6 separate regions of the Mus musculus genome follow, and all the other regions are linked to region 1. The links are chromatin contacts, called in public Hi-C, HiChIP or PLAC-seq, Micro-C and promoter capture Hi-C maps. All regions are on one chromosome and are shown on one strand. Each heading gives the region's core, a stretch centred on a gene start, on an enhancer-like site or on the middle of the called end of the contact. The rest is flanking DNA. Distances are from core to core; before and after follow the strand shown.

Region 1 (3,895 bases), core at 590-3,089:
CTTAAAATCTACCAAAAACTTGGAAATATCTACTATATATAAAATTTAAATTCTTTTCTGGTACTTCTTTTCTTGAAAATTAATCCGCACCCCCAAGCTGCATCTAGCTGTTCCTCAAGGTAACTTTAAATCGTGTTTAAGAAACAGGCAAGGTCAAAGTGTATGCAAAAGCTGTTTCCCATATTCAAATTACATTCTCTGAGCTGATTTTCAAGTGTCACATACATTTTTAAATCAAAACGCGTCAATGATTAAGTCCCTGTCTCCAGAGCACTTCCAAATACCAAAGTTCTCCACTATCCGGAAGCACCCGACTATCCGCGCTTTCGACTGCTGTTGCACAAGTTCGCACTCCAATTTTGTGTTTCAAGCACCCTTTTCCATTCGGGCACTGAGAGAGACGCTTTAAGAGACCCATATGGTTCACTCTCCCCACTCTTTTCCTTTCACAAGGTAAACCCTGCAATTCCAAACCCTCAACGTTCCCCTCTTGTACATGCAATCAGCCTAAACTTACGACCCCACTCTGAAGCCCAAATCAACCAGTTTAGCGTCACTCATAAAGAACTTCAGTCCCCCAGATGTCTCCTTTTCGTGCCATCATCGGCTCCGCTGTCCCACACCGCCAGCCTACCAAAGCTGTCAGTTCTAAGGTCCCTTACTGCCCTAGGCTCAGGCATGCCTGCCACTCACTACGGTGAGCCGCTTTCACTCCCCATCATTCCCGGAGTCTCCTTCCATTTCTACCCATCTCCCCGCGACGAATCTCCCCACGACCACCATCCCCAAAGGATCCTGTGCCCAGGTGCCCCTAATTCAAATTCCAGTCCCCATCTCTGCACATGACTGGGGCTTTGCAGAACGATTTGGAAGAGAAGAGAGAGGGAGCGTTTGTGTCCTCCAGCAGCACCAGCTCCAGGCAGACCTGGGTCCCCTCTCTCAGTGAAGGGCCGACGGGGCAGCCCTCTGGCCAGAGACCTCGCGCGTGCAGCTCATCAGCCCAGCTTCCCTCCCCGGTGGCGGGAGCTCGACGTGCCCGGGTCCCAGCTCTCGAGGTTCTCCGAGGCCCCCTGAGGAAGCCCACTTGCTATAGCCGGCAATGCCCACCCGCCAGCCCGGCCCCGGCGCACCGCTCGGCTGCCTCACCTAGCTTCGCCCGGGACTCCTCCAGCTTCTGGATCTGGTTCTCCAAGAAGAGCATCGCCACCGCGAAGGCCACCACCGCCAGCAGCTGCAACTTGGGCGGCATCATAATCCTGAGGAGCCCCATGAAACCCGCCGCTCGCGATCAAGACATACCGCGGGGGGCGGGGAGCGGGGCCCCGAGGGCGACCGAAGCGCCGGGAGGAGACCCCGACCCGGGAGCTGCGCGGACTGCCGCGCCGCAGCGACCCCCTCCTCCTCTCCGGTCTCCCGCCCGCGGGAGCCAGCGCCGGCCGCCTGGTGCACGCTTCTCCCCGGCCCACTCGACGGCCCTGGCGCCCTCCTGCCGCTGCCGCTGCCGCTGCCCCCTGGCTTCGGGACCCCACGGCCGCACGCCCTCTTCCCTCGCTTCCTCCCTTCCCTCCCTCGGTCGCTCGCGGCCGCGCGCTCCTCCGGTGGCGATGCGGCTGCGGCTGCGCCGCCCTCGGCCCGCCCCCTCCCCTCCCCCTCGGCCACCACGCGCACGCCTTGACGCACGCTGCCCGGCAACCAGAGGCTCCACCCCCATCCTCCGGTACAGTGGTGTTCATTGGTCCGAAGAGAGGCCGCTTCTCGCCCTTTCGGTTCGATTTACGGTTGGGTTCCTTGTCACGGGACTCAAGCAAGGCGTTGTCCGATTGGGTAAACTTGGAGGAGGCGGGGCTACTGATGGCCGAGCTGGGGCTTCGTGGATAGCCGATTGAATGTCGTGAATAAGAAGCCCCGGTGTGGGGAGTTTAGGAAAATGCCTAATTTGAATCTCTAAAAGAACCTGAGGACTGTTTAACAATCGATCACTTACAGGCTCCCATGGTCGCCTAACTAACACTCGTCTTTGTGGGATAATAGGCTTGTAGCAGTGGCCTTTCGCGGCGGGTTTCGCGTCAGGCAGTGCAGTGGACGTCCCCGGCACAGGGGTCCTCAGACCCCTGAAGATTGACGGCAGACCGCAGGGATGGCGGCAGGGCAGGGTGGGTGGCTGCGGCCCGCTCTGGGGCTGCGCTTGCTGCTGGCGACTGCGTTTCAAGCGGTGAGTGTGGACCGCCTCTGGGGCTGCCTCAAGGCTGGTCGGAGAGCGCGGATGTGGAAGGGCAAACCCGGGGCCACGCTTGGGAGCCGCCCGTGGAACGGGCTGCCTTAGCGGCCGCTTCCATCCGGAATGAAACGTGGCAGAATTCCAGCCGGAGCTCTAGAGACGATGGTTTCCTCGCTTCAGGCAGCTAGGATCGGTTTTTCAGAGCACAGAGGGTACATAGTCAGTAATGCTTAGAAAGGAGGGACGTTTCTTTGAGTGAGACACAAGTGAATGAAACTACCGCTGCTTACAAACTCCCAAACCTTAAAGGGTTTTGGTCCAGACAAGCGGTTTTCCTCGTTAACCAGACGACACGGGTTCTAAATCTCTGAAAGGAGTTAACCTGGTTTTGACTTACTTAGCTACTCATGAAGCAACTGTATTTTTGGTAAATTCCTCTATGGGAGTTTTCCACCCATATTTACATGTCTTTGTACTTAGGATACTTAAGTGATTTGTCCAAGATTTTGGAAAGTTAAAATTATACCGTAGGTCTCTAAATACTCTGTTCTTCATAGGTCTTATAGTTCACAAACGTTGTCTCTGCTTTTCTTACTTTGTCCAAAGAGTGGATTCTTAGCGTCTTACATTGCAATACAATGTTGTTTTGAAACATCTGGTACTTCAGAAAACACTTAGGGAACATCCCTTTAAACTTTTATACTGGAAACATAAGTAAATTGTTGGCTTTTCCCTCCCATTGTAGTCGTTTGAATGTGTTACCACTACCAAAAGTAACAAAGGAGTAATGTTTTCAAACTATCTTCAAAATCTCAGTAGGCTATGGCTTTGTAAATACCTGCCCCCACCCCCTTGCCAATCAATGTTTTTAAACAATTTAACCATCCTTTATGTTAGTGAAGCAGTTCCCTCATGGATGCACTGTTTGAGCTAGTTGGTGAATTTAACTAAAAACCCAAAGCTACTGTAGTTCTAGTCAGTGCCATTAACAGGGACCGCTCAGTTCTGCTGCTAACTCATCTCCCAGTAAATGACTGACTTCTTTTTCACAGCCGTCTCAGGACAATACTCCAAAAGAGCAGAAGCCTCTTAAGACCTTGCCATGGAGATCACAGATTCCCTCCTGGGAGACAAGGCTAAAAACAGAAAGCCAGATCCTCCCACTGTGTAAATAGATCCAAACTCCATCACATTAGACTTGTCAGAGTAAGTCCCCAGACCACGCCACAGGTGAACAACTCTTCCCAACTCCACAGCCGAATGGGAAGAGTGACAGAATTGCATTGCAAAGAAATGTCAGTACATGCTAGGACTAGAGTAGGAAGAACTTATGGCTACCTGTATGCCATGGTGGTTGTCCACCCAATCTTAACTTCAAACTCAGATGTCTTGTTGACTCCTTCCTATGTACTGCATATACTGGCAATTACCTAGCCTTTCTTATTCTTACTTCCAAAATATACCTGAAAACCAGTTCAATACTATGAGACCTTTCTTCTTGAAAATAACAGCCCACTGGCTTTTCTTCGAATTGCCTCTTTCTGCATTGAGACTCTTACGTAAAAATTGCCTTTATCAACTTCCTTATTGCCCAAGCTAGACATGTGTTCTATGCACATTTGGGTTGAGTTTGGTTATTCAGGCCAGTATATTGGCTTGCCTATGATCCATTAACTG
Region 2 (3,895 bases), core at 506-3,005, 1.9 Mb before region 1:
TGCTAAGGCTTCTGAAACATTTAAATTAATGCCAACATCACTATTATTGCCTAGCTGGGAAGCACTAATTTACAACTCACAAGCTGAGCAAGCATCTGCATGTCTGTATCTCTTGGCATTCTAGAGGCTGAAGCAGAAGGGTGTCTGAATTTGGGGGACAATGGGCTAAGTAGCTAAAACAGTCAAGGGTGCACAGTGAGATCCTATCTTGAAAACAAAAGGACAAACAAAGAACAGTAAACTCAACTTGTAGATTCCATGTTTTGCTCCAAGATGGCTGCAGCCAGCAAATTGACATTCTAATGAGCAAGGAAACCACAAGTCAAAGAAACGGTAAAGGCAGCAGTCCACCATGTGGGCAGTGTAATTATATCAGAAACTAGGAACACAGTGGTCATGAAACATACCCTGTGTTTTGAAATAAGAAACTAGCAGCTTACTGTAATGGTTGTATGTGAAAAGGAGAAGAGAGAGAAAGGAAAGGGACACCGAGCAGCCACTTAGCCTCAAAAACCTTGAGAACGAACTGCGATGTTCCCCAATTCAACCTCAGCAATATCAACAGAACACCGACTGCAGATAAAGCCATTCCAGATCGTCATGAGTTTTAGGTCCAAAGGGGAAAACTCCAAGAATCCCGAATATGGACAGACCCGCTGACTGGGTTCAAAATGAAGGCTTGCCTCACCTCAAGCTCCACTGTAGAATTTCAGGGAGAGACAAAAGTTCACCCTCATCCTTAAGGACCTCTGAAACCTTCTGTCTGCCAGGAAAATCCACTTGCCTATTAAGATACAAAGTGCCTACCAAAGCCACAGAGCTCTCAAGCCCTCCTCCCCTTCTATTCTAAACTTCCAGGCTGTTCCAATTCACAGGACAAACACACACACACACACACACACACACACACACACACACACACACACCTGAAGCTGCAGCCACCGGTTTTTCTTTATAACTCGCAAGGTTTTTCCTGCTATTCCCTCTGCTCTGGAGAGACAGCCCTTGCCAGTCTGCCTCTCTGCTCTCTTCCCATAACTGCTTTGGACTTTCCCCAAATCCTCTAGTTATTCTCTCTCTCCTATATCTTAGGTAAACATCTTCTTCCCACCATGGGTCGGTCAGTTCAGCAGCCTGCCTGTGCCCTTGCTTACAATGAGCACCTTTAATGTTCGTAACAAAATACAGAAGCGCTTGGCTCACTGTGGCAAGGTCAGTGCATCCAACCAAATCCGCTTTTGTTCCTTCCTACAGGCGTGAGTACAGCGTTCAGCCGCTCTCGTGAACTACAACACCTCGACTCCTTTAAACGCAAGAGGAAGAAAATCTAACCCCCAAGCTGTGCTCTTAACAGCTTGTCCTCCCGCTTCAGTGTCACTTCCTCCGCCTTTTAGGTCCTGCATCACTTTACAGTTCCGAAGGAAAGATTCCCTCTCCCTCCTCTCTCCCCATCAGAGGGAACACATAGACAACTACACAGGCCGGCCTCTCAAGCATTTTCAAGTCTTTCTCCTAGAACCTGCTTCGAATCCACGCAGCGGAGATTTAAAAACAGTTCTGCTCCAAACAGTCGCACACTTCCACTTTTTCCTGGATACTCAGCCAAGGCCACGCCCTGTCCCCTAGCCTGGGAGCTTCTTGTGCACTCTCACAGGGCGCGCCACGATTGGAGAAATCCGTAACCAATCTGTAGCCTTAGCCCTGATACCGGAGCCAATCCCTGGTCAGAGCCACGAACCGCCTCCACCCCGCCTCCTCTACAATCAGGAGGGTTCCTGCTGCACTCTGCTTCTGGATCCCCGAGTGCATTCCGCCAGGAACCCCGGCGACACCTAGCGACCTCCGGACTAAGGCCAGGGACGCATTGGAACCAGGAGAACGATGTAAGCGGGCGGGACGTAGTGAGCGGTGACTCGGCCCGGGGCATACAGAGTTTGCGGAGCCGGGAGCCAAAGGGAGGTCGGCGGGCAGGAGAAGCGCCCGTACTAGGCACATGGTCGGACCACAGCGGAGACTGTGGGATTTATCTTGGGGTTGACAGGCTTTTCTTTGGAGAAAAGTCCACCCTTGTCCCTTTTACTCTTGATTGTGTAGTCTGGGTGTTTAGAACGCACCTTTGCAAGGGCAATACTGACTTCAGTTCATCCGTGAAAGATGTTTGTGTTTGTTTCTTGAGACAGTCTCTTCTTCTGGAAGTAGTTTTGTGGCAAAGGAACTTTTTAATCCTCCTATCTCCACTCCCACACACCCGACCCACACACCCAGTGCTAAGATTAGAGGTGTGCGCCACCGCTGCTGGTTTTATTCGGTGCCTAGGTTGGAACCCAGAGCTTCATCCCTACTAACTGAGCTACCTCCCTAGCCCAGATAAGGCGAAAGTTCAGGGTTGGAAAAGCAGTTAAACCAGAAGCTTGAGATTATCTTTTCGGAGCTTTGCAAAAGACAAAAGCAGTCTTAATTGGTGGTGTCTGAAGGTCAAGCATTCTTGTAGATCTGAGCCGCTCGCCCCTAAGCACCTCCATTCAGTGTTCCACCTATGGGCTGCTGGGTAGGTAGGTGGCACACGGGAAGCTTGCTCAGGGCTGCAGCCAGCCAGCCTGTAAATCTGTTCAACTTTTGCCTGTGTGCGGTACCCTAATTTCGGCATCAGGTGACCATACCGCTTCCCTTGTGAGAGAATCTCACTTTCACGCGGCCTTAAAGCCCGTTTTGAATGGTGCCTCTTAACTCTTATGCTGATAATGCCTCTTAACACTTATGCTGATAAACTTGACTGTGTTTTTTATTCATGCTTCACCTCTTCATATGGCCTTGAATGCCTCTGTACTTTGAAAGCTAGAACCCTGTTCACCTCGCTCTGTTGCAATTAGCGAACTTTATAAACACTCTAGAACCCGGCTAACAGGTATGGCATGTGGTGAAAATAAAGGGAGCAGTGTTATTTATCAAGAGGCTGTCTCTGATAAATCTTTCTTGAGCTTTTAGGTAACCTGAAGGTTCCTGACGTTTTCAGATTGCTAACACAACTATTCTTTATGTCTGTATACCTCCTATGGGTCAGATTTGTAACTTGGTAGTTTGAGTGGTAAATTCAGAGCACTAAACTTTAACCATGTTTAAACTGAGTTGTGAATGCTTTGCCTACCTTTGAGATTTGCGTTTTTCCTTCAACTTTTAACCTCTAGGTTGCCCACGGTCTTCCAGTTCTGAATCAGTCCACCCTAGAGATGATAAAATGGTAGTTTTAGTTTTCTGTTGATCCGTGTGTATCTAACATGGGTTTCATATTTGATATACCCTATGCCATGATTAGATTGCCTGGGTCACCCTGACTCACATATCTCTGGTTTTCTTCACAGACCCTTGAGCTTAAGGAGAAACCAAAAGCCAACAACTTTTTTTTTTCTTCTAATTTCATGACATTTGAATGTATATATCAGTTTAGTTTATCCATGAATATCAATGTACAGCGTTCTAGCAAAAAACACATTTAAAAGTCAAAAGCCATGCAGATGTAATGAGGCTAGTAATCCCATTTGGGGGGTGAAAGCCAGAGGATCAGGAGTTCAAGGTCACCCTTGCCTTGAGGATAGCCTGGTCTACATAAGACCTGTCTCAAAAATAAATAAATGAGGTCTGTCAATGGTGGCACACATCTTTAATCCCAGCACTTGAGAGGCAGAGGCTGGCAGATTTCTGAGTTCAAGGACAGCCAGTGCTATACAGAGAAACCCTGTCTTGAAAAAAAACAGGGCTGGAGAAATGGCTCAGTGATTAAGAGCACTGACTGCTCTTCCAGAGGTCCTGAGTTCAAATCCCAGCAACCACATGGTAGCTCACAACCACCCATAATGAGATCTGATGCCCTCTTCTGGTGTGTCTGAAGACAGCTACA
Region 3 (3,895 bases), core at 649-3,148, 1.7 Mb before region 1:
TCCAGCACCCTGAAAGGCTAACAATGACAGTCAAATTACTCCTATTTCGGATCCTGGGATGACAAATGAAATTTTAGGGGGTAGGCAAACTCATATATACGGAACATATAAATACTAGGGATTTCCTTACCTTTGAAGAGCCATTTGAGTACATCTGTATCATGTTCTCTGCACCCTGCTTTACTTTAAGTTCTATATCCAGTTGTTTCTGTAAGGCCATCAGTCTATTGTTGCTAGTAGAACTACGAGAGTCACTATTTGGAGTATCTGGAGTCCTCGGACAATCTGTGTACAAAATATCACATGATTGTTACTAGAATCAACTGTTGCTTAAAACTGGGATGTCAGGGTGAATCTGACCAAAATATGTTATCTGAATGTGTGAAAATGGCACAATAAAACCCATGATATCATACAATTGATATATAGTAATAAAAATTATCATTGAAAACATAATGTGTAAGTTAATGTATTCAAAAAACAAGAGTTTGAAATAAGTTTCAAGTCACTTAAATGAAATCTCCTTGTGCTTACAGATAATAAAGAATTCAACCAACTCAAACAAAGGAACTACTTGAGTTGCAGAACTACCTTAATTCAGCTTACTCCCCACAGAAGTGACCATTTGGCGCCTGGCACAGTATAATCCCTACACATAGGAGGCTAAGATCAAAGGATCATTACATGATTAAGGCCAGTGTGGGCTATTTGGTGAATTTGAAACCAGTCTGTGGTAAGATGAGTTATGCCTACAAGGTTTTCAAATACTACATTTAAACTATATACATTTAAACACAATCTGACTATTCTATTCAATAACTAAATTCTCCCTTTGTCACATTATTGATGAGAATAAAATATGCAGATATCACACACCCTTTGTCACATTATTGATATGAGAATAAAATATCTAAATATTACATAAATTCTACCCTGGTAATTCTCTACAAACAGAACTTAGTATGAGTTAAAAAGAACTGAAGTATATAGAAAGTACCAAGCCCTCTGCTGGAGAGAGATCAGGAATGTATTGTTTGTAAGACAGCGGGTGGTGTTTAGCCTGGGACGAAGGGAGAAAAGATCCCTGTCTAAACATCTGCCTTTAAATGAAATGAAATGGGTCTGAGAAAGAACCAGCGGATGAAAGGTGATGGGGACCTAAGTTGTATCACGAGATGAATCCTGGTTGTTAGGGCTGCCTATAACAGCATGGTTTGCCTGATGATGCAATAAAGTTCTTTGTCTTTAGAAACATGTATACAAACTTTATTATGTTTTGTTAAAGATGCTGTATATTAAATCCTTTTCTATTACTGCAAGTCGATTACAGCACTAAAATATTTACTGTGTAGAATAGGAAGATAAAAAAGACAAGGCAAACATAACTATTACAGGAAAAATTGGATTTGGGATTAACAGCAGAAACTGAAGTAACATGTAGACGCCATTATAAAGGAAATCTTGGACTTGTTATAAATTTGTACCTGTATATAAATGAGTACAGAGAGGATGGAGACCCACTGAAAACATGAAATAAGGAAACAAACAACAGGATGAACTTATAATCTCAGCACTGTTATCTATCAGCAAGTTTGAGGCCAGCCTGGACTACAAGATCCTGCCCCCCCCCAAAAGAAAAACAAAAAGAAAAAACAAAAATACAGGGATGCAAGCAAACAAGCCATACGAACCCAATCCACAAAGACCCAACTCCCCAATGAGACCAGGTTAAAAATAAAGCTCCCAGCAATGTAAGTGAGAATGAAGAAAATCTTGCTGTCAAGAAGAAAAGATACAGATAATAGCTGTTATAAAATATAATAACTAGGCCTTTGTGTCCTGAATAGGAAAGTGAAAGTGGCCAGGATGATTTTCATCCTAAAAGCCAAGGTTTAATTATGAGCCACTGGGGTAATGTCACTAACAAGATAGACAGCACAGACAAGGACTTTTCAACTGTAGACAAGATATAGGGAAAGGCAACAGGACACCCTCCTGTCCACAGACCATCAGTATAGCTATGAGAACATAGCCTGGCTAACATATATGGTAACCTTGGAAGTTACCAGAAAATACAACATGGTTAAAAGAGCCCTAAAGATGAAAAGTCCAAAGGTCAGAACAAATACGGATTTCCTATCAGCCTTCTTCACCACATACAGTACATCAGATATGTTGCTTCCGGTGCCTTCTCTTTTGAAATCACATTTGTAATGCAGATGCAACCCATGCACAGGTACCGCTGTGGGGATGCAGACATTAGAGGACGACTCAGAGAAGTCAATTTTCTCCTTCTACCATAGGGTCCTGGGGATAGCCACGTCTTTAGGTGAAGTGGAAAAAGCCTTTACCCCACTGAGCCATGTTGCTGACTAGTTGCTGGAACTTTTAATATTTTTGATAAAACCACAACTGAATAAATGTTTCAAAGATATTTTATAGGTTTAGAGCATGGAAATTAGCGTTAATTTTAGACCAACCGTTTCCCTAACTGTACTCTTATAAATATCTATTTTTATTTCTTGTGGAATGTGTTTTTGTCTGCATGTATGTAAGTCTACCACAAGCATGCAGTGACTTTATCTGTTGAGGCCAGAAGTGGGCACTGGACCCCCTAGAACTGCAGTTACAAGTGGCTAAGTGTGTGCTAGGAACGAAACTCAGGCCCTCGGCAGAGCATCAAATGCTCTCAGGAATCTTCCCAGACCACCTTGATGTTTTTGAGATTAGAAATGTGGTTGACATTGAGTCTTTTCTTCCTGTGTAGGGAAATGTTTAAGATTTTTACCTACATCTACAGAGGTTTTACATTCTGATCATGTGAGCTTCAGTGCCTCATGCTTGACCTATACTCTATTAAAACATGTTGTTCACAAAATACCCCAGGGAGGAACATACTGCCTAGGTTCTTTTTCTTTGCAATAAATAATAAAAACAAGGTCTGAAGGTCATCCAAGTGGTGTGCAACCATATAGCAATATAATGATCTAGCTGGATGACTACTCAGATCATAGATTACCTTTGGTGTTCATTTATAGCTAGCTGACTCTATATTCAAAATCCATAAAGGTACATTTGTACAGCCAGAGTGTCTGCTTAATGGGACAAAGCTATTTACTTCATTTAAAACAGCTGGGGGAAAGTCAGTTGAAGCAAGCCTAAGCAAATCTAACTTAATAAAAGTATATTACACAGATGCACTAGTCACTTACCCATTTGCTTAAGCTTCTATCTACAAGTCTACAAGGCACTAAGTACTATTCAGTGACCAACATTTTGGTTTTCATTTGGTATTCATAAACTGATGGCTTATAAACAAAAGTGCTTCAGAATCCTGCCACCTTAGCTACCTGCTTATATTTTCCTAAAGTTCCTCTTTCCTATCTACAGGAAGACTTATCTTCTATAGTCACCTGAAACCTACTCAAAATATAATGGAGCTTTCTTATTTTGTATATTCAAGGTAACCTTTCTCAAATGCTATCAATTGAAGAAATGTTGCTTAAATATTTAATAAACCAATGTCAACTCAGGTTAGGTTTCTTAATGCATTACAAGCAACTGACATGGGTAAGATTGTTGGGTGTTACAGCTTTTTATTAAGGTGAAACAACATTGGTAGTAATATTTGTTCAGAATTGGTCCTGTTTTGTGCTTTATTGTGTAAAAGTGGTGCACAGCATCTACTAGGAAATGAGACTTTATTCTGAATATTCTCTGTGCCTAAGGCACACGTAGCTGCTTTCTAAATTGTCCTTAAACTTGTCTTTATCCTGCATCAAGTCTGTAAGTACAATAAGGTACACTGTCAACCATTACACACAACAGACTGGGTAAAAACAGACCCATGATACCAAGTGCTGGAGAACATGTGGTATTACAGAATTCCCATGCA
Region 4 (3,895 bases), core at 1,002-3,501, 1.2 Mb after region 1:
CCATCTGGATTAAACTGCCATCGTGTCCGTCAGTCAGGCGTAGGGACAATCATCTTTTGTCTGGGTGTCTTAGAAGGGATATGGCCAAGTTGGTTTTCATCAAAAGGAAGAACATGAGAATGTTAAAAGGACTGTGAAACCAAATCAGAAGCTGCTTCCTGCTAGATCAGGCTTCAAGAGTGCAGGGGTCAGGACAGACTGCAGAGATAACAGCACTGCCTTCAAATATGTGAATAGCGGCTTGTGAAAGAACGCTGCCCCTTTCATCAGGAGGCAGAACTGAGACCAAGGGGATTGAAGTTCAAACCGAAGAACTTCTTAAGCAGGATAGATCCTCAGACATGGAATATTTCTGGTCTTGTTAAACAGGGCTTAAAATATACAAGCAAAAGGTTGACGCGGATACTGGATGCCACAGCTGGGTTTCAAAACACTAGACAAAATAATCAAATGAGAGGGTTTCTAAGGTCACAGTCAAATCATATGTGTCTGTATAAATACATACGTATGCTTATAAATATATGTGGCTTACCCAAGACAAGAGCTTCTTATGTATCCTCTACTGAACTAGAACTCATTGTGTAGACCATGCTAGCCTCAAGCCTCCCTCTGCCTCAATCGGACTTGAGTTTTAGGTGCAAGCCACCACACCTCGTTCAATTATAATACTTGATTATGGAAATGACCTGTACGTTAGTAGTGTGCTGCACCCCGTGGGGGAGGAGACTATCGCCTTAGACTATTTCAGAATTTTGGAGGTGGTCTCCTTGAGAAGAGCACACCCCCTGGATTATTTAAACTTTGATATGTGAAAGAGGAAAAAGAACAGGCTTTGTATCACCATCAAAGAAAGGACGGATTCTTGAGCGGCAAAGAGGGAAGGTCGAGAAGTGACAGGAATTCCGAAAGGTGTGTTCCCACAGGAAGGGCGAGGCTGTAAGGAAGCTGGAATCTCCTTCCGAAGGTCAAGGAACTGAATTGTGACCGCGGGGGTGGGGGGTGGGGGGGGCAGAGTTCTATTGTGGGAACAAAATGCTAGCTCCTTGCTTCTAGCAGGCTCTGGAAATAAACACATTGGAATCACATTTTCTTCAGAACTGATTGCACTGAGAAAAGTATTCTAGGGTCAATCTTTGTTACCTGAGCTTTAGGGCAAAAGCTCTGGGCGTCCCCGGGGACTAAGCTCTAGCACCAGTCCTCAAAAGAAGCGTGTTGGTGAAGAGCAGATAAAGACTTCATCCACGTGGCTTCATTACGGGGTTCGGAGACTCCCAAGTCCATCTTTGGAGTCCTGATGAGAATGTTAGCGAGAGGAAGTGGGGGGTGGGGGGGCGAGGGTTTTGCCAATCCCACTGCCCTGGTGAGATACAGCTGGGTTCTTGCAGTCTTCGTTGTTTAAGGTAGTTGTGGGGACTGGATGAGGTGGTTGATCCTTCTCGGAATGGATGCTGTAAGCTCATCAGGGGTGAAATGTCGCCCAAGGTCTGTTGTGACCACAGGTTTATTAAAACAGTGACTTTGAAGTGTATCTTGGGAAGCCTGGAATAGGACATTGTTAAAGCCCACAGTACCATCCCTCACCCTATCTCTGTGCCTTCAGCCTCGAATGGGGATGAGATAGGGTAGGTATGTGTGCTGGTTTCTAGATAAACACTCCTTTATTGAATGACAAGCCTAGTGCAGTTAAAGAAAAACGGAGAAAACAAGAAGAGGCATTCTTCCCACTTTAAATTGCCTTGTGGGCTTGAAGTATCACTGTTCCTAGATACTTATTGTAACTGTGTGTCTGTCTTTTGGGTTACTTTCTCCTGGGTGGGAAGAAATGCATTCTTTATACTATACTGAGTTTCACGTGGGGCAGTTGGTCAATTTGGAGAAAGTCGAGGTAATTTGGGTGAAGACAGGCTGCCACGCTGAGAACCGAGGTTCCACGTGCTGGATAAAAAGAGAAGAAGAGAAAGGGAAAGTTTATCCATAAACAATCGCCCTTCACCTGGTCCCCTGACCGTGAAGTCTTCTCCAGCAGGTCCAGTTCAGCACTGCCTAATTTCCAGGTCCTCATGGGGACCATGTGAGGCGTGCACCTGCGGTGGGATACACACACCACGGAGGGAGTCATTGCTGATTAAGTCCCTGGCCTCCGCATCCCGATTGACCCAGGCCGGTCTGCGGCAGATGCGGAGAGCATAGGAATAGGCCCGCGGGCGCTGGGCCGGCGCCCGGAGCTCTGGGCATGCTCAGTGGCGCGGGCAGGGCTCCGGGCGCGAGCCGGGCTCCCGCAGCAGCACATTCATCGGCTGCCAAGAGGAGCCGCCGGGCGCTCGCAGGCTCGCAGGCTCGCAGGCTGGGCGCGCGCTGCTCTCGGGAGGACCGAGCCACCGACTCAAACCCAGCCACCGTCGCCTCCTCTCCGCGCGAACCATGGCCGGCCTCGGCCACCCCTCCGCCTTCGGCCGGGCCACCCACGCCGTGGTGCGGGCTCCGCCCGAGTCCCTGTGCCGCCACGCGCTGAGGCGCTCGCAGGGCGAGGAGGTGGATTTCGCTCGCGCCGAGCGCCAGCACGAGCTCTACGTGGGCGTGCTGGGCAGCAAGCTGGGGCTGCAGGTGGTGCAGCTGCCCGCCGACGAGAGCCTGCCCGACTGCGTGTTCGTGGAGGACGTGGCCGTCGTGTGCGAGGAGACGGCCCTCATCACCCGCCCCGGGGCGCCCAGCCGCAGGAAGGAGGTAACGGGCCAGCCCCCGGGCAGACGACGCGAGGGGCGCGGCCGAGGGGGGACGCTCGTGGAACTGACCCCGCGGGCTCAGTTCCCAACTTCCCACCGCCGGACTCCGGGCGGCGTGGCTGGGTGTGGGAAATCCGAGCCAGATAACTTCATTGTTCACACCTCCTCGCAGTCGGGGAGCCTTTGAGTCGATCTCAGTTGGAGTGTAGTGACGAGGACTTGGGCAGGTGGCTGGGCTGGAGACCCAGAGCGCCAGAGGTTCTATCTTGCAAATTACACAGCGCTGAGGACAATGCTACTCTTGTTTCCTTGCCAGTGAGGACAGAGAAGGGTCCTCCCGGAGGGCAGGTGGAGGCTTGGGGGGGGGGGGTCCCCAAGTCCTGCAGGGATTCCTTTGGGGGAGCTCCTGGCAGGGCGGACCAGGTGACACCAGGCAGAGACTATGCCCAGAGACCCAAGGAATTCAAGTTACTTTTCAGTGGTGGCGAGTGAGTCTTGAAGAACTGGCAAGCGAATGTGTTCAGCGTTTTGTTAGTGAGCTGTGTTTAAATGTGTTTGTGAATGGGCCGGGTTTGAAAAGCTGTGCTTGCTGCGGGGTGCTCCGTTTCATTAGCAATGGGAGGTTTTTTGGTTTTTGTTTTTGTTTTTTTAATAAGTTCTGTCATTTTAATCTCTCTCTCCCCTCTCTCTCTGCAATTAAGACTGCTTTTTGTTTTCTTCAAGGGGCCAACACATTATCGTATCTTGTAGAAATGGCTGTAACTGCTTTAAAAATAATGTAGGTTAGTGGGAGAGAGGCACAGACACACGAGTTTAGATTTTAAAATGCCATCTGGCCTGGGATTTTTCTGACTGCCAGAGAAGAGCCCAGCCTTAAGATTCTCCCACACTCTTGGCATCCAGCAGTGTGACACGATGCAGGTGGTTTTTTTCCTATCTGAGGGGTTTTCTTCCTTGTTTTTGTTTGTTTTGTTTGTTTTTTTTCACTTTTCTGTCGCATTGCAAGTAGTTCTTTGGGCTTATGATTTAAATATGCCTATTCCACCCTTGATCTGCTTGCCTGGTGAAATCCTAGAGATTGAGTATAATCAAAGTCTACCTATTTGCCATTTAGGTAGCTCTTCTCTCTACACTTCAAAAGTAGCAGGTATCATTCTCTTAGCCTGTCCACT
Region 5 (3,895 bases), core at 598-3,097, 1.1 Mb after region 1:
GAGGCTCATATCCCACCCACCTGTGGGGTCATCACGGTCAAGCCCTGAAAGAAACTTACTTTTAGGCTGCTGTACACTGGTTGTCCACAAGGACGCACTTCACAGATCCGGGTCTCTTTCACCAGGCGGCACTCTGGGTTGTCATTGGTAACTCGTGTGGAGATGCCAGTTCCGCAGCTCTTGGAGCACTGGGACCAAGACGTGGTCTGAACGATGCATTTCTGGCCATGGGCGTGCAGAGGGTTGAAAAGAACTCGCGGTTCGGTGCCAAAGACTAGAAAGATAAAGGAAATGGAAGGCTTCTTAGATGCTTGCATACACACACTGGTTTCTACAAAGTTGCAGACCAAGAAAGCATTTCTGCACAGTGTCTTAAGGACTCTATATCCACTTACCAGGAAGCCTCTTCAGTGAGCTGCCTTTTCCAATTGCGATTAACTCATTGTTTCTCGTTAACTCCACCTCCGAGGCATCGAGTCCGAGGAGGTCATCCTGGTCGTCCAGGGAGTCCTTAATGCTGTCTTCATCACAAACCCACTCTTCACAGCACTGCCCGCTGACTTTCACCAGCCGGGGGTTGGGACAGCCCAGATTGGGGAGAGACAGTTCTTGGGGACACAGAGGAATGCAGCCCACGGCGCCATCAATACATGTGCACTGGTGTTTACAGTTGGGCTGGAAGCTTTCCCCGTTTTGGTAGATTCTGGAGTTATATTCACAGGGTCTGCCTTCTGACTGAGCTGCAAAGACGACCAAAAGAGAGAGAGGAGAAGGTTAAGATTCGCCGCCACAGGCTGAAACTCATACATATTTTCCGCTGTTCAATTCAATGTATGGTAAAGTTCCCTACAGTTCCCCCGAGACTCCAGAGCTGAACAATAAGTTAGTCAGGAATCACTTTTCCGTATGCGCTTTTCGTTGGGCCCAGACACTCTGAATTGCATTCCAGACTGCTGAAATCATGTGCCTTTCTGCCAAGCTACCATCAACAAAGCGTCCACCATACATGGTCTCAAAATTACTAAACTTCTGGACTATGGGGACTATTATTTTTTTTAAAGGGGCCAAACCACAAGCCTCTTACCTCTGCAGATCCCTTTCAGAGCGGTGGAGCTGGCGCCGAAATTGCATTCCAACCCCTTGGTGTGGTCGCAGGGCTGAGTTTTGCTGCAGTCCTCGTTGAGTTGTTTAGCGCAGACCTTACAGCAGCCGCAGCCGTCCCGGACCAACCCGACTCCCGGGGCGCACTTGGGTGCCTCCAGAGGGCAGTGGCAGGCGGCGGGGCAGGTGGAGAGCGCCTGCAAGAGGGAGAAGCGCGTGAGATTGCTTTGCATTGCTCGGGGAGGCACGTAAACTGCCCTGAGCCTAGGTCTGGCTGTGGGGCTCCGTCCACCAGAAGTGTCTCGATCGCGTCCCGGCAGCCTGACCACCCCAGCGGCTGCGTCCCAGGAAGAGGCCCCCTGGGCATAAAGCAACAGCTACCTCCGAACTTTTCAGTCTAACTTTCCCTGCGGTGAAAGATCATGGCCCGGGGAAAGGAATCGATGAGGGCAGACCGGGAAGCAGTGGTTAAAAAAAAAAATCCAACTCACCAGTCTGGTCAAGTGGAGAAGGGTGACGGCGACAGCGAGCGTCCTGAAGGTGCTGGAGCTCATTGTGGCGCGCAGGAGGAACCGGGGCGAGCGCGGCGACACAGAACCAACAAGCCGGCGAGCAGCGGGATCAAATGCGCCCGGAGTGCGGTGAGGCGAGGGCCGAGGCGGCGGGTGTCCTTCTCTCGAGGTGCTGGCGGAGGAGGCGCAGAGATTGCAGGCGCTTCTCTGGGGCGCTCTCGCTCACGGTCTGCCCCAGCGCCGGGAGCCCGCCCTTTATAATGCCTGCCTAGGCGCCGCGTGTTGCAGTGACGTAGCTCTGTCGGCGCGTTCTAGAATTCTCAAACATCTCAGGAATGTTGGTTGGCGCGGGCTGCTGCCAAGCACCTCCCCTGGCTCCGTTGCACCTTTTCCCCCCTCTTCTCAGATCCATCAGAGAGAAAAAAAAGTTCGTTTTTTTCCACTTTAAATAACAACTTCCTTTGGGGAGGGCGGGATGCTTGGGGCGCGAGGGTGATGATTTTGATTGAAGAGGGTATATGGGGGGGGGGGGCGTGGTGTATGTGTTGGTGTGAACCCTTCAGATCTTTGCCTAGACATGGGAGGGCGGGAGACAGAGGAACAAAAGTGGTTTTGTTTGGTGATGCCTACCGGGAAAGGCAGCGAGCTGTTTGCTTGTTTACAACCAAGGTGAGAGTAAAGTTATCTACTGAGAGTCCAAAGGGGAGGGGGAGTTGGTTTCTAAGCCAGGGATCTATTTGTGGACTTCAAAGAGGCATGCTCGGATCAAGTCCCAAAGCTTTGGCATGATGTTTATTAGCCAAGAGAAGTGTATTGCAAATTAATACCCGGAGTGGCATTTATGAATGGGGGGGGGGAGGGAAGCTTCCCTCTTCGCTGGCATATTTCCAGCCAGAGGTCTTCCCTCATCCCTCCCCCTTTTTTTTGGTATGTTGTACTTGTTTGTTTTTGGAGGTTCCCAGTTTTAGTTCCAGCCCACTGCCTGCATTGGAAATCCAAGAGGAAACGAGTGCAGAGTTCTCCCGGAGCCTGACGTCCACTTCCTCACGGATGCCGGAGGCCGGGTCAACCCTCCTGGCCTCTCTCCCTGGACTGGCGGCGGTGGAAACTGAGCAGCCAAAGCAGAAGCGGAGGAGACCACCGTGGAGTGACTTGTCCTGAAATCACCAGGTGCAAAAGCTACCGGGACAAAACAGATTCTAACAGGACCATTGTGCCCTGTGGATAGCTGGAAAAAAGACTCGGGGTGTTTGCAGACACCCTCCCCCACCGCCCCCTATGTGTCTCGCTGTGTGTATTTGTTTGCCCCCCCCCCGTGTGTGTGAGTGTGTGTGTGTGTGTGTGTGTGTGTGTGTGTGTGTCTGGGCCCGTCCATGTGTTTAACTCCTTTGTTTTGGATCACTTAGAAGCCTTCTTTTTCAAGGGTAGTGCAGTGGCTCCCTCCAAGTTCCGAGACATGAGGGATTTAGAAGGCAACACTGTAATAGAGGAAGTTGGGTTTTAAGATCTTATTAAACATACAACTGAAGACACCCCTCCCACACAAGACCCTATTTGGGGTTATTAATGCCATTCATAAACTGGGATAGCTTTTCTTCATTTTTAATATTTAGGGCCTCTCTGCCTTTGCAGCTTCGCGATCTTGCTTAAGAGAGCCTCCTGCGTTGCCTGTTCTATGAATGACTCCAGTGAGAAGGAGAGGCTGTTGCGCACACTCCAGTGAAGACAGCTGTTACTGGAAAGAGTTAAGTTCATTCATTCAAAAGCGCCCTTTCGTAAGTCCTGGAGGAATTTGCTAGAGGCGGTAGGTTCTCCAAGGCTTTCTGGGGGTGGGGACTTTTAAAGACAATGGGTTGTCAAGTGTTATGCAAATAATGAAAGCAAAGCCTAGGCCTGGTCCCCTCGGCTGGCCGATTTATTAGAGAACAGTTCCTCCTGCGCACAGTTCATTGTTTCCATCTTAGGGAAGCTCGGGAGGGTAGGGGGTGAGGGTGGAGAAGGCAAGGAACAGGGTAGAAGGAGGCGCTGGAGAAACAGAATGGAGAGGAGGGTTCCTGGCTTCTGTTGTGGCGTCTTTTCTATTTGACTTCATGGTTGTAAGTATTTCCAGATGGTGAATCAGACACCAGACGTAACAATATTTCCATATTTGGGTATAGCAGTAGCCTGCGTTTTTAACATTTTTCTCCCTCTGTTATCCAACCACAAGGCATTCTTGACAGCTTCAAATGTTGTTAAATATAGACTTAACTTCTGTTCCCAGAGCAGGAAATTCGTTGGAA
Region 6 (3,895 bases), core at 732-3,231, 1.0 Mb after region 1:
CATACTGCTCAGTAATCTGTTTCTACTGGGTGTGGTGGCACAGGCAGAGGCAGGCAAGTCTCTGAGTTCAAGGCCAGCCTGGTCAACAGAGTGAGTTCCATGTGGGCTAGAGCTACACAGAGAAACCCTGTCTCAAAAAAACTAATAATAATAATAATAATAATAATAATAATAATAAATTTATAGAGTATTATTATTAAAAACTGGCCATGGTGACACATGCCTTTAATCCCTGCACATTAGAGCATGTGGATCTCTGTGAGAACAAGGCCAGCCTGGTCTACAAAGCTGATGAGGACACTCATCAGGACAGCCACAGCTATGCAAAGAGACTCTGTCTCAAAGAAAGAAAGGAAAGAAGGGAGGGAGGGAGGGAGGGAAAGAGGGACAGAGGAAGGAAGGAAAACGAAACCTGCCCATTCATGCTGATTAAGCACTATTCACAACAGCCAAGATATGGTATCAGCCTATGTATCTATCAATAGATTAACAAATGAAGAAAGCATGGTATATATAGACAGTATTTTTCCGCTATTAATTAGAACACAAATGTTATTGGTAGAAGTACGAATGACACTTCTGTAAATAACCTCAATACAATCACCAGCTCACCAAGTTGGACTTGAGTGGAATCCTTTGGTCTGTTGTCAGTTCCTTCCTGGGGTGAATAGACATTTTTTTTTGTTTTCTCAAATTTCAAGAAGCTATAGAAAAAGTCAAAGGTCAGAGATTCTGCCTTTTTAGGCTTCCCTGGTTGGCAAACCGATGACTTCTCACATTTCAGTACCCTTCTCTACGTGCATCCATCCCACTTATATGCAAATTCCCTCTTATTAAACACACCAGTCAGAGCTGGGCGTGGTGGCGCGTGCCTTTAATCCCAGCACTCGGGAGGCAGAGGCAGGTGGATTTCTGAGTTCGAGGCCAGTCTGGTCTACAAAGTGAGTTCCAGGATAGCCAGGGCTATACAGAGAAACCCTGTCTCGAAAAACAAAAAAAAAAAAAACAAAAAAAAAAAAAAAACAAAAAACAAAAAAACAAAAACAAAAAACCACCAGTCAGATTGGGCTAGGGCCCAGCCAAAGGCCTTATTTTAAGTGTTATGCCCTTAAAAGCCTTGTCTTCGAATATAGTCAAAATTCTGAGGTATTGGGGTATAGTGCTTCACTATACGGATATTAGGGGCTACAATTACCCTGTGACAGCCAGCGTTTCAGTTGCCGGCTGTAGATCTTTTTGTAGTTGGTTCCCATGCATAGTTTCATGTAATCTTTGTGGGAGCAGATGAGAGTGTCTCTCCTCCCCTTCCTCTTTTTCCTTCTCCTATTTGTTTTGTTTTTGAAACAGCCCTGACCCTAGGAACTTACTATGTAGACCAGGCTAGCCTTGAAGGTTACAGAGATCCTCCTGCCTCTGGCTTCTAAATGCTAGGATTAAAGGCGTTTTTGGATGTCCTGGTCCCTAGTATACAGTGAAGAAACCTTAGACCAACGGTTCTCAACCTGTGGGTCGCGACCTCTTTGCTAAACCTCTGCTCCCCCTCTCCACCCACCCCCCAGGAGTATTTATAGTACGATTCATAACAGTAGCAAAATTATAGTTATGAAGTAGACACAAAAATAACTTTATGGTTGGAGGTCACCACAACATGAGGAACATAAAGATCCACACCACTGGTAAGGTTACGAACCACCGCTTTATACAGTCTAAACTTTGGAGGAACATGGGAGTCTGTATCTATTGCCATGCATTATTAGAATTAATCCTTAATACTGATTAAAGTGGGTCACTTATTTGAGACAATAATTCCAGTTCCCAAGACAGCAGTTTCAGCGCCTGAGAAAGGATGTGGCAAGATCCCCGCCCCTGGGTGGGAGTCCTGGTGGGCGTGGTCTCACCTGGCTTTAAGGAGTGGGGCCGGAAAGCCGCCGTGCCGTAAAGAACGCTACACGTCGTGAAGAGTCGTGGCCGGAACAGCTGCTTTACGGCTAGCTCGGCTTCCCGCAGGCGTGCAGAGCTTGCCGCGGCTGCTTTGCTGCACGTGTGGCGCTGTCGGCGGTTCGTTTGGTAATCTCTCTTATTGGCTTGGTGGTGCCACCGTGAAGAACGGAGTGGCAGCTTCGGCCTAGGCTCGTGAGCTCATGGAATCTGCAGCTGAGAAGGAAGGGACTCCGGGAGGAGGTTCCCAGAGGGTAGCGGAGGGGGCGCGGCCGAGGCCTGCGGCTGGTGGGGAGGGAGCCAGGGACTTAGACGGGAGCCCAGAAGCTGGCGATGGAGAGGAGAGGAACGGACTGGCAGGAACTAAGACCACGGAGGATGCGGAGGAGATAAAGATGGACTTAGCTGTGGTGAAGCAGGAAGTAGTAGACTGGTCGGATTTAGACAGTGGTGTTGCGGACAGCCAGTGGGTGAAGCAGGAGGTGGAGGGCGGGCCCGAGGTGAAGGATGAGAAAGGCGTGTTGGAAGTGAAGCAGGAGGCGGATAGTAGCCTGGTGGTGAAAGAAGAGGAGGTGGATGAGCCAGAAGTGAAGGAAGAGAAGGTGAAGGTGAAGGAGGAGGTGACGGACTGGGAAGAAGTGAAGGAGGAGGACTTGACCATAAAACAGGAGTTGTTTGTTGGTCAGAACGTAAAGGAAGAGCAAGTGATGGATGCAGCGCCTATAAAAGAAGAGGGTTCCCTCAAGAGCGAAGCGATGGAAGACGCGAAGGTGAAGGAAGAGCCCCAGATGAACCCCCGAGTGGGCAGCAAGAGGAAATTGGCTCTGTCAAGGTAGGGCGGGGAGAAAACCCAGATGGGAAATAGACTACTGGGTGGACGAGTCCTTAACAGCAGAAAGTGAGGTAAGTTAAACCAGGCGTGACGTGGGTCCCTGAAGTCTGAGTGGTGAAGTTCAGGTTGGGCGTGACGCTTTCGAGGACACAGTGTGATGTGACTGTGTCCAGAAGGGTATGGCCAGGTTAGGGAGTGAAAATTCTGGGCATCAGAAGGCCTTTGTGGAGCCAGAGCTTGTTAAATAAGAAACGCTTTCGCAGTCTTTCTTTTAGAGAGAATAGGATTAGAGGCGCCATCCAATATAAACCAAAAACCAGCAAGTGGGTAGACTAATAGACACATGTCAACTTACTCTTGAATTTATTCCGGGCTCCTATGAATGTTCGTTTCTTGGATGTAGTCTCTTTAATGTGCTCATGTGACAGTACAGAAGATCAGATTGTGGTCAGATTCAGTCTCAAACTCCTTGAGCTGATAGAACTGACTGGTACCAGGTACACTTTGGTTCTCAGTATCACCAGACCCTAGAAGACCGAGGACAGATGAATCATACCATTATTTGGGTGTTCATTCTGAATTCGCTGTGGAACTGGGGAAAGGGCACACATTGCTGCCAGTCTGGGATTCATCCTTCCTTGTTTCTCCGGTGTATATGTTTTTAAAATACTCATATGTAGCTCATGGATTATACTTCTAGACACACACAAAGTCTCCATGAATCACAATTTCAAAAATCGCTGGGCGTGGTAGCGCATGCCTTTAATCCCAGTGCTCAGGAGGCAGAGGCAGGCGGATTTCTGAGTTTGAGGCCAGCCTAGCCTGGTCTACAAAAATCAGCAATTCATATTATTCTCTTAAGTCCTGTAGAAAAAAATGGGCGGGCCAGTGACTTCTTTCATACAGTTTTCTTGAATTGCACGTCATTGTAAATGTCATTTTTAAACATTTTCATGATTTCCAATAGCAGCTATCATATACTTTATCAGAGTTGCTTTGACTACCTGCCTGTAAACTGTGAAATGCCCTTGAGTCCAAATTCTAAGACCGGAAGGACATACATAGAGTTGATTTTGCGTGTTAAGTCTCAGGTGCACTCTTACAGGTGTGAGACTTGTGGGACAG

The links. Promoter capture Hi-C pulls out the DNA fragments that hold promoters and counts their contacts. A called contact is a pair of places that touch in the nucleus more often than the background predicts. HiChIP or PLAC-seq counts read pairs in DNA pulled down with a chosen protein or histone mark.
Region 2: a promoter capture Hi-C map of embryonic stem cells shows a contact between it and region 1, with 4 times the contacts expected there. The contact joins the promoter of Kyat3 here to the promoter of Selenof in region 1. A contact is called at or near these places in 7 of 39 promoter capture datasets (cranial neural crest, embryonic stem cells, hippocampal neurons and 3 more), 1 of 484 Hi-C or Micro-C datasets (uterus), 2 of 115 datasets of contacts at active chromatin or transcription factors (astrocytes and embryonic stem cells) and 2 of 9 other capture datasets (adipose tissue and liver).
Region 3: a contact with region 1 is called in an H3K27ac HiChIP or PLAC-seq map of embryonic stem cells, with 5 times the contacts expected there. The contact joins the enhancer-like site here to the promoter of Selenof in region 1. A contact is called at or near these places in 6 of 39 promoter capture datasets (cranial neural crest, embryonic stem cells, hippocampal neurons and 2 more), 3 of 115 datasets of contacts at active chromatin or transcription factors (embryonic stem cells, large pre-B cells and stem cell-derived neural progenitor cells) and 1 of 9 other capture datasets (adipose tissue).
Region 4: a contact with region 1 is called in a Micro-C map of embryonic stem cells, with 8 times the contacts expected there. The contact joins the promoter of Ddah1 here to the promoter of Selenof in region 1. A contact is called at or near these places in 1 of 39 promoter capture datasets (embryonic stem cells) and 1 of 484 Hi-C or Micro-C datasets (embryonic stem cells).
Region 5: a Micro-C map of embryonic stem cells shows a contact between it and region 1, with 5 times the contacts expected there. The contact joins the promoter of Ccn1 here to the promoter of Selenof in region 1. A contact is called at or near these places in 1 of 39 promoter capture datasets (embryonic stem cells), 1 of 484 Hi-C or Micro-C datasets (embryonic stem cells) and 1 of 115 datasets of contacts at active chromatin or transcription factors (pancreatic cancer cells).
Region 6: a Hi-C map of regulatory T cells shows a contact between it and region 1, with 6 times the contacts expected there. The contact joins the promoter of Znhit6 here to the promoter of Selenof in region 1. A contact is called at or near these places in 2 of 484 Hi-C or Micro-C datasets (CD4 T cells and regulatory T cells).

What each region holds. Positions count from the first base shown.
Region 1 is chr3:144,568,588-144,572,482 of GRCm38.p6, forward strand. It overlaps Selenof (selenoprotein F), which reads left to right and starts at 1,840. Exons shown (of 5, transcript NM_053102.2): 1 at 1,840-2,212. The coding sequence starts at 2,138. It overlaps Hs2st1 (heparan sulfate 2-O-sulfotransferase 1), which reads right to left and starts at 1,629. Exons shown (of 7, transcript NM_011828.4): 1 at 1,147-1,629. The coding sequence starts at 1,270.
Region 2 is chr3:142,699,293-142,703,187 of GRCm38.p6, forward strand. Kyat3 (kynurenine aminotransferase 3) reads left to right here and starts at 1,756. Exons shown (of 14, transcript NM_001293560.1): 1 at 1,756-1,883.
Region 3 is chr3:142,839,078-142,842,972 of GRCm38.p6, forward strand. It overlaps Pkn2 (protein kinase N2), which reads right to left. Exons shown (of 22, transcript NM_178654.4): 3 at 131-285. Among named protein-coding and RNA genes, the nearest start is that of Pkn2, 41 kb to the right of the region's middle. Within about 2 kb of position 1,899, at least 6 of the 459 cell types and tissues checked have an H3K27ac peak or open chromatin away from gene starts, as enhancers often do. A contact at or near this core is called in embryonic stem cells, where this site is marked.
Region 4 is chr3:145,756,441-145,760,335 of GRCm38.p6, forward strand. It overlaps Ddah1 (dimethylarginine dimethylaminohydrolase 1), which reads left to right and starts at 2,252. Exons shown (of 6, transcript NM_026993.3): 1 at 2,252-2,724. The coding sequence starts at 2,422.
Region 5 is chr3:145,648,138-145,652,032 of GRCm38.p6, forward strand. Ccn1 (cellular communication network factor 1) reads right to left here and starts at 1,848. Exons shown (of 5, transcript NM_010516.2): 1 at 1,593-1,848; 2 at 1,085-1,298; 3 at 396-740; 4 at 60-274. The coding sequence starts at 1,655. Gm17501 (a long non-coding RNA gene) reads left to right here and starts at 1,940. Exons shown (of 3, transcript XR_003954574.1): 1 at 1,940-2,783; 2 at 3,246-3,895.
Region 6 is chr3:145,574,227-145,578,121 of GRCm38.p6, forward strand. Znhit6 (zinc finger, HIT type 6) reads left to right here and starts at 1,982. Exons shown (of 10, transcript NM_001081094.1): 1 at 1,982-2,770; 2 at 3,876-3,895. The coding sequence starts at 2,142.